2 separate regions of the Mus musculus genome follow, and region 2 is linked to region 1. Evidence: chromatin contacts called from public promoter capture Hi-C data. All regions are on one chromosome and are shown on one strand. The core of a region is the stretch at or near the end of the contact, and the rest is flanking DNA. Distances in the headings are between cores, read along the strand shown.

Region 1 (3,557 bases), core at 491-2,990:
ACCATTTCCTTAGCCTGCTTTAATAGCATCTCTATCCTCCCAGAGTTCAGTATTTAGGGCACCAGCATGCATGTGTGAGCTAGATGTCACACCACCAGGTGGAAGACACTATTCAGCTTGCTGCCCAGGCTGAGGAGGACAGCAGGATGGCAGCTGATCAGAGCCCAGAACATGTCGGGACAGGGCAGAACTGGATGCGTCCTTTCCAAAGAGGTAGAATCCCAGCTTGAGAAGCCCAAAGGGCTGGCTCTTATACCTGGAACTTGACTTTTTTTCTTTTCCTTTGAATTAATTTAATAAACAGTTCCCAGAAGCAAATCAAGAGCCTAGCACACAGCATGCAGGTACATGCTCTGCCCATGAGCTGCTCAGAGCCTTGCACACAGCGGGCAGGTATTGCTAAGCTCTGCCCATGAGCTGCCCTCTGCCTTGAAACTAGATTTTCTAAGACTTTTCTTTCAGAGGTTCTCCTTAATCATTTTTCATAACAGAGTCTATATCACATCTTTCTACACGGTGAACAGACGTGAAAGTGGAAAAGAGTAAAACCCTTCTTACTTCTGAGAGTGAAGCTGAACATTTACCAGATGTAGGAGGAAGGTCGGCTCTTTCTTCTTCTTCTTCTTCTTCTTCTTCTTCTTCTTCTTCTTCTTCTTCTTCTTCTTCTTCTTCTTCTTCTTCTTCTTCTTCTTCTTCTTCTTCTTCTCCTTCTCCTCCTCCTCCTCCTCCTCCTCCTCCTCCTCCTCCTCCTCCATCCTCCTCCTCCCTCCTCCTTCTTCCTTCTCTTCCTCCTTCTCTTCCTTCTCCTCCTTCCCTTTTGGCTGATAATTTGTGAGACTGCAATTAACAGAAGGAAGTAGGATAGAATAATGAAACAAACAAACAAACAAACACCAGGCTCATGGCAGGTGCTTAGATCCAACGTGCCTGCTCATTTGGGCCTCCCCTGGTGACCCCTGGTGAGACATCCCAGACTTTTGTGGACTTTGGAAACAGCTCCTTCCAGACCTCAGGTAGAGTTCCAAGGGAACTTGGGACCTCGGGTTGGGGCAGTTTGTCGACCTTTAGGGAAAAGGATTAGGCACACGAACAAGACAAAGCATATAATATGCCCCCTGAACAATTTGAAATGACCTTCAGATGACCTCCAAGGTGTAAAAGCATCGTTCTGTTTTTTCAGCCCTGAACCTTGTTCTGCTTTCTGGAGCCTTCTGACACTAACAGAAACCCCCCATTATGATTCCCACAAGCCTCAGGAATATTTATCAACAAGGGGGAGAAATGAGGAAATAAGGCCAGATAATTGTTGCAATGGGCTTTGTTTTGTGGAAGTTAAAATGCTGGACTAAGAACCTCAGTTCATATTCTCTCTCTCTCTCTCTCTCTCTCTCTCTCTCTCTCTCTCTCTCTCTCTCTCTTCCTCTCTCTCTTTCTCCTCGCACCTCCCACCCCGGTCTCTTTCTCGCCCACCCCCACCTTTTTCGACTGTCCTCCCCTCCCTTCTCTGGACTCCCAGTTCTGCCCCCCCTCCCCCCTCGACACCTGGCGGGAGGAGAACCTTACAGGTTGTCAATGAAACATGGAATTATTTCCTTTGATGGCTTAGATAATAGTAGAAGCCAAAGCAATGAGTGAGGTCGGCCGAGACCAATGCAGTCCTGCCCGGGACTGGAGAGCCAATCACAAGAGCAGGAGGCGGGGCGTCGGCGCCAGCAGATAATTGCTAAGTGCATCGCTAGCACAGTTGGTCCGAGCTGCTGAAAGGTCTGGTCGCAGAGACAGGAACGCAGCATCCTCAGCGTGCTCCATCCCGGCAGTGTCTTCCTGCGCTCCGCCGGGCGGCGAGCCTCCGGACGACAGCCCCTCTGCTTCTCGGAGAAGGTACCTTTATCTGTGTCCCGGGAGAGGGGGCTGCTTCCGCTCTGTTTTCGCTCGGGCTTGCAGTTAGCACAGGTGGAGGATTGCAGAGAGAAGAGAAAAGTTTAAGGGGAGGAAAGGTGGCCAAGGCGGAGACCCACTGTCTTTTGTTGGGAGGAAAACAAACCTACAATTTGGGAAAACTTCTGCACCGCCAAGAGCAAGGCTTGTTTACTACTCTTAATTAGCTGCGCTCAGGTTCATGGAAATGGGTCTGATTTGGGGCTAGAGGACCTGCAGGGTTATGTGTAGACTTAGGTTTGCTGGGTGATGAGGCTGGACCCCGGATTGGCCGCTTCCTGGGCCAGAATGATGCTGTGACCATATCCATGAGCTGGCTCCAGAAGCAAGCTTGGTTTGATTGGATTTTCTGCCATCGGGTCTGCCCTATCCGCTATACCTTGACCTGCCTTGCTCAAACTACTGTGACCTTCAATTCCTGTCCGTCCTCAAACTTTTCTCAGCTTCTCCTGGGCTACTTTTGCCCTCTCCATCTCCATCGGTCTTCACTGGTGAAAACAGAAATGTCGTAGGGTGTAGGAGCCTGTCCTGTTTGACCCTGTGAGCATCTATCTGCGCATCACCCAACTTAGTGAAAAAGAAACCCTTGCCGTTGACAAAGAAAGTACTTCCTTGATCAGCTCCTGAACACCCTGGAACACTTTCTTGATTTGTTGTGTCCCGAAAAACATCAGGGATGGAGCTGAATTTTATCCCGGGGTGCTTTACACTCCCATCAAAGAGAGGCCCAGGTCTGAGGTCCTGGCCACTCTGAAAGAGAGGCTGGTGGGAGGGGAAGCCACTGGCTGCTAGTCAGCTTAGGTGCTCAGGTGCATCTGTTCAGGTAGATGGTGCTGCAGTCTCTGTCCACACTGCTTCTGATAGTTGATCTTCAAGTAGAAACGCTCACCGTGGCCCTTGGTTGGTTCTTTAACATTCCACATTGTTGGGACTACAAGGGACTCGCTTGCACCGAGACACACTTCCCACCCTGGAGACTGAGGTCAATCCTCTCTGTCAACTTTTGCTACAGGGCAGTGCAAGGTAAGTGGCCACTGAGAAAGTGGCTGTCCCCAGTGGGGGTGAAGGTGACGGACGTGGCCTTGGACTCCCTGCTTTAACACACAGGTAGTTCCCCGGTTTTGTGCCTGTCGACATAAGGCATGCAGTGGTGTGACATACCCGTGACATCCTCTGGAGTTTCCAGTCTCCAGGTGATATCACAAGTCCTTGGCATTTGGCGCATGCCCGGGGTTCAGGTGCATTTCCTCCGTTCGATTTCTGTCCCAGACTTAAACCGTTGTGGGAGTTCTGATAAGATTGTTCTGGAAGAGGTTCTCAGCAGTGCCTCACACACCCCTGTGACACTTATCCCCCCCCCCCCAACCCCATCCCGGCCTCTGAGGTGTGACAGCCTTTGATTCTTCTGCTCCGTGAGTCATTCCTGCTTACGAGCCCTATTTTCTTCACTACCACACACAACAGGTTCTCCTTCGCATCCTTAGAAAACTGTTTTTGGGTGGGAGCTGTGATTATGGAAGTTCTACTCCCAATGGTTGGAGAAATAGCTGTCTGTCTAGCTGTCCGTGGTTACAGTTGGTTAGGATGTACACACGTTAGTTAGAAGCAGCAAGATACGC
Region 2 (3,557 bases), core at 285-2,784, 1.3 Mb after region 1:
TTCACCCTCTTTTGACCTCTAAGCACACCAGGCCCACAAGTGGTACACAGACTTGTAGGCAGGCAAAATACCCATATACGGAAAATAAAGTTTAAATTTTTAAAAAAATCTTTTAAAAGCTGTTGGCAATTTTTTGTATTTCCCACAGTTTTAAAAATTAAAGATAATAGATTAAAATATTAAAATATGCATACATAAAATAATCAAAATTCAATATTTATATCCAATTGAATTTCATGAAGTTTGCTGGTATATACATATCTATATCTATGTAGATATAGATATAGATATCGAGAGAGAGATTTAGTATATATTAAATAAAAAGGCAAGGGAGTTGGGGTGGACAGATTAGAGGGAGGAAATGGAAAAGAATTAGTGATATATTTTAATTAAAAATAAAGAATAGTAAAGCTTGCTGGTGTGTTTTTGTTTTGTTTTGTTTGTTGTTGTTTTGTTTTGTTTTTCGAGTCAGGGTTTCTCTGTATAGCCCTGGCTGTCCTGGAACTCACTTTGTAGACCAGGCAGACCTGGAACTCAGAAGTCCACCTGCCTCTGCCTCCCGAGTGCTGGGATTAAAGTCGTGCGCCACCACGCCCGGCGCTGGTGTGTTTCGGCGCTGGTATGTTTTTGAATTCTACGTTGCAACTATTCTTTTTCCGTTTGTCCAGTGTGAGTGTAGTAAGCAGAGAGCTCACAACTACTTGAAAAGGCTTCTAAAGTTCTCCTTCTTGCACTTCTACTCAAGCCTGCAGCACAAGACTGGAAGCAGTAGCTACACAACCTAGTTGTCCTTTATTGAAGCACAGGTTCAGGAGATCCACAAAATGCAAAGCGACGCCAACTTTCTACTCCCCCCCCCCCCCCAAGAACGGTTCTTAGTTTTGAAGCGTGTTAACACCTAAAGGATATGAGGCTGATATTTTAGATGTTGCTATACATTCTTTATTCTTTACTTCTAATAAACCAGGAAGAGAACACTCAGAGCCCCAACCATGCCTTCTTCACCTTTCAAAAGATGCATTCCACAGCTTCAACAAATTAGCAGACCTCAGAGCTAGAGGCAAGCGTTGGACTGGCACCTGCTGGACAGTTGGACTCACAACAGCTTGATCATTGCCTGTCAAGTAGCCGAGCCCTACTTGATTCCAAAACTTAAGCAAGATTCTGCCCCTTCCCAGCTTCCACGCACCGCTGCATTTTCTCTGAGCCTGGGGGTTTGTGGCTTAATGTCTTTTCTTTCCTATTTCTAGAAGAACTATTATTGCATGTACATCGTGTTAGTAAAGTTATCTTGTGGAAACTGGGTATTTGTTTTTTTAGTTTAAGTGGTTTCCAGAAGCTGTTGGGAAGTGTTCTTTTGGGGTCCATTTTTTGAGCTTTATGATGTGCACGACAGACCTACAAGAAAAGTGCCCCCAATCTCAGAGAACCCGCCTTGCGGAGCGCTCACCGGGTCCTGATGCCAGCAAGGCCCCCAGCTCGGCCAGCAGCAGCAGCAGCAGTGTGTGCAGCATGGCGCCCAGCATGGCGTCTCCTGGAGTACCTAGACAGTTGTAAAGCCGTTGCGCGGGGCTGTGGGGCACGTGCCAGGGGCCACCGTGGGCCACGTCCTTGGAGCGCCCTAACCCCCTACCCCGCCTCCATCCTCCCCCTCCACCACCTACCCCAGCTCTAACAGAGCCAGGCTGCTTCGCAATGAAACCCGCATGCGCAGTACTGGAGAGGCTGCGAGGGCGCTCAGGTCAAAAAAGTACACACATACGTTTATACTCTTTCTAAGGCTAAACTACGACTGCATTTTAAGATGCGTGGACAAATTTTTCAAGAAAGCCTAAACTGATTTTCTTCCTTGGGGTCTACATTTCCACAGGCACACTGCTCCCATGGACCGCCAGGCTTCCTTCCAACCTGGTTCTCCGTGGCACTTCAGTTAAAATTCATATACCTTCCTTTTTTAGGAGCTTACCAGAATGGTTAATTTATACAGCAATGGCAGATCCTTGACATAAGAACCTACATTTTAGCCTTTGTCCTAGCTGGAATGGCAGCGCCCTAGTCACATGCTTCTTAAGTCAAGAGTCCTGTCAGTAAACTACTTTCTCCTTAGTATTTCTGAGGGCTTGTGGCCTTCAACACCGCCATATTTCTCACTAGGGCTGGTTCACCAGTGTTAGTACACACCCAACTGCTAAAGTACTTGAGTATCCTGAAAAAAAAAAAAAAATGAACAGTCTATCTTTTAATGTGTTTTCCTTAAGTGCAGTCACATTTGCCAAAAGCCCTAACACTGAAATTAAGAAGAACCCAAATAGTTATGTATTTATAAAGAGGACGACAAAACAAGAATTTCAAGTATTTTATTTGTTGTAAATGTTTTTATTTTAATATGTATATATACACAAACAATATTATTTTAAAAAACTAATGAAATTCAGTTAATATACCTATTATTAAACTTCTTTATGAAAGATTATGAAAAAATTTAAATGTTTAAAATTTTAGTGTCAATATCATTCCTTTCAAAGTACAAATTCATTTTAATACAGCTGAGAGAGTAATCCCAGAGACCAGTATAATTCTGTAGTTATCTAAGGAAACCACTGCTTCCTTCCTTTCTCCAGCCTAATGTTTACGAAAATATTAGTCAAAAGAGACAGGACCCAGCACACCTTAGTAAATGTAAACATTCTAGAGGACTTCACATCAAGCTTTGAAATTCAGAGTTTAGAGTTAAAGTGCTCATGAATTCTCAAGTGGTTTGGTAACACCTCAACTGTTGGAAGTATTCTCCCTGCTCCTGTTCGATCGACACCTATCTGCTTGGGTATACTAAACACCTCGTACCATAGAGTGTGCACTTCAAACAAAACAACACTGCTGCAATGCTTTACCATGATGCATAAAGAAAATTGAGAGTTGAATCAGTTCCTGTCATAGTCATTACAGTTGAAAAGATATTTGAAAATGGAAGCCCATAACTGATTGTGTTAAATCGATTTCTATCATAATTGTTATAGTTGAAAGATCATAAAAAATGGAAGCCAATAACTGAGTACACACCATATTTCACACTTTCCAAGTATATCATGATCTAGTAATTGTGGTTCTTGTGTAAGCTCCTTCGAGATATCTGCTTCTTTGTGCATTAAGAGACATAAGTCCATATAAATGGCTGTTAATCCATGCAAGATGAAAATGCAGACGTTATTGGCAATTAGTCTTCCTAAGTTAATACATGTTCAAATGGTCAACCAGAAACTATTAATGGTAACTGGGGTCAAAAAGTCAGGATTACGTTTAGCGCATAGTGACAAAGCTTACACTAATACAGTTAATTTGAGAATCATTACAGTAACATGCTCAGAATAACTTAATCCACGTCAAGTGCATTAAATCCACAAATGGCCAGAGAAAACATTCTAACGATGGAAACGTTCACTTTACACCCCCCGGAGCGCCTGCACATTCCTGTGTTTCGCAATCCCCACTAGGCTCCTGTGTTAATAAAGCTTGTTTTGTGGTGGTTTGTGTTCATTCATGGTTGGAAGAGAAAGGCT

The links. Promoter capture Hi-C pulls out the DNA fragments that hold promoters and counts their contacts.
Region 2: a promoter capture Hi-C map of liver shows a contact between it and region 1, with 2.9 times the contacts expected there. The contact joins the promoter of Adam32 here to the promoter of Zmat4 in region 1. A contact is called at or near these places in 5 of 39 promoter capture datasets (the C10 cell line, embryonic stem cells, liver and 1 more).

The regions. Positions count from the first base shown.
Region 1 is chr8:23,667,921-23,671,477 of GRCm38.p6, forward strand. Zmat4 (zinc finger, matrin type 4) reads left to right here and starts at 1,741. Exons shown (of 7, transcript NM_177086.4): 1 at 1,741-1,881.
Region 2 is chr8:24,947,270-24,950,826 of GRCm38.p6, forward strand. Adam32 (a disintegrin and metallopeptidase domain 32) reads right to left here and starts at 1,535. Exons shown (of 22, transcript NM_153397.2): 1 at 1,451-1,535. The coding sequence starts at 1,526. It overlaps Adam9 (a disintegrin and metallopeptidase domain 9 (meltrin gamma)), which reads right to left. Exons shown (of 22, transcript NM_001270996.1): 22 at 2,342-3,557.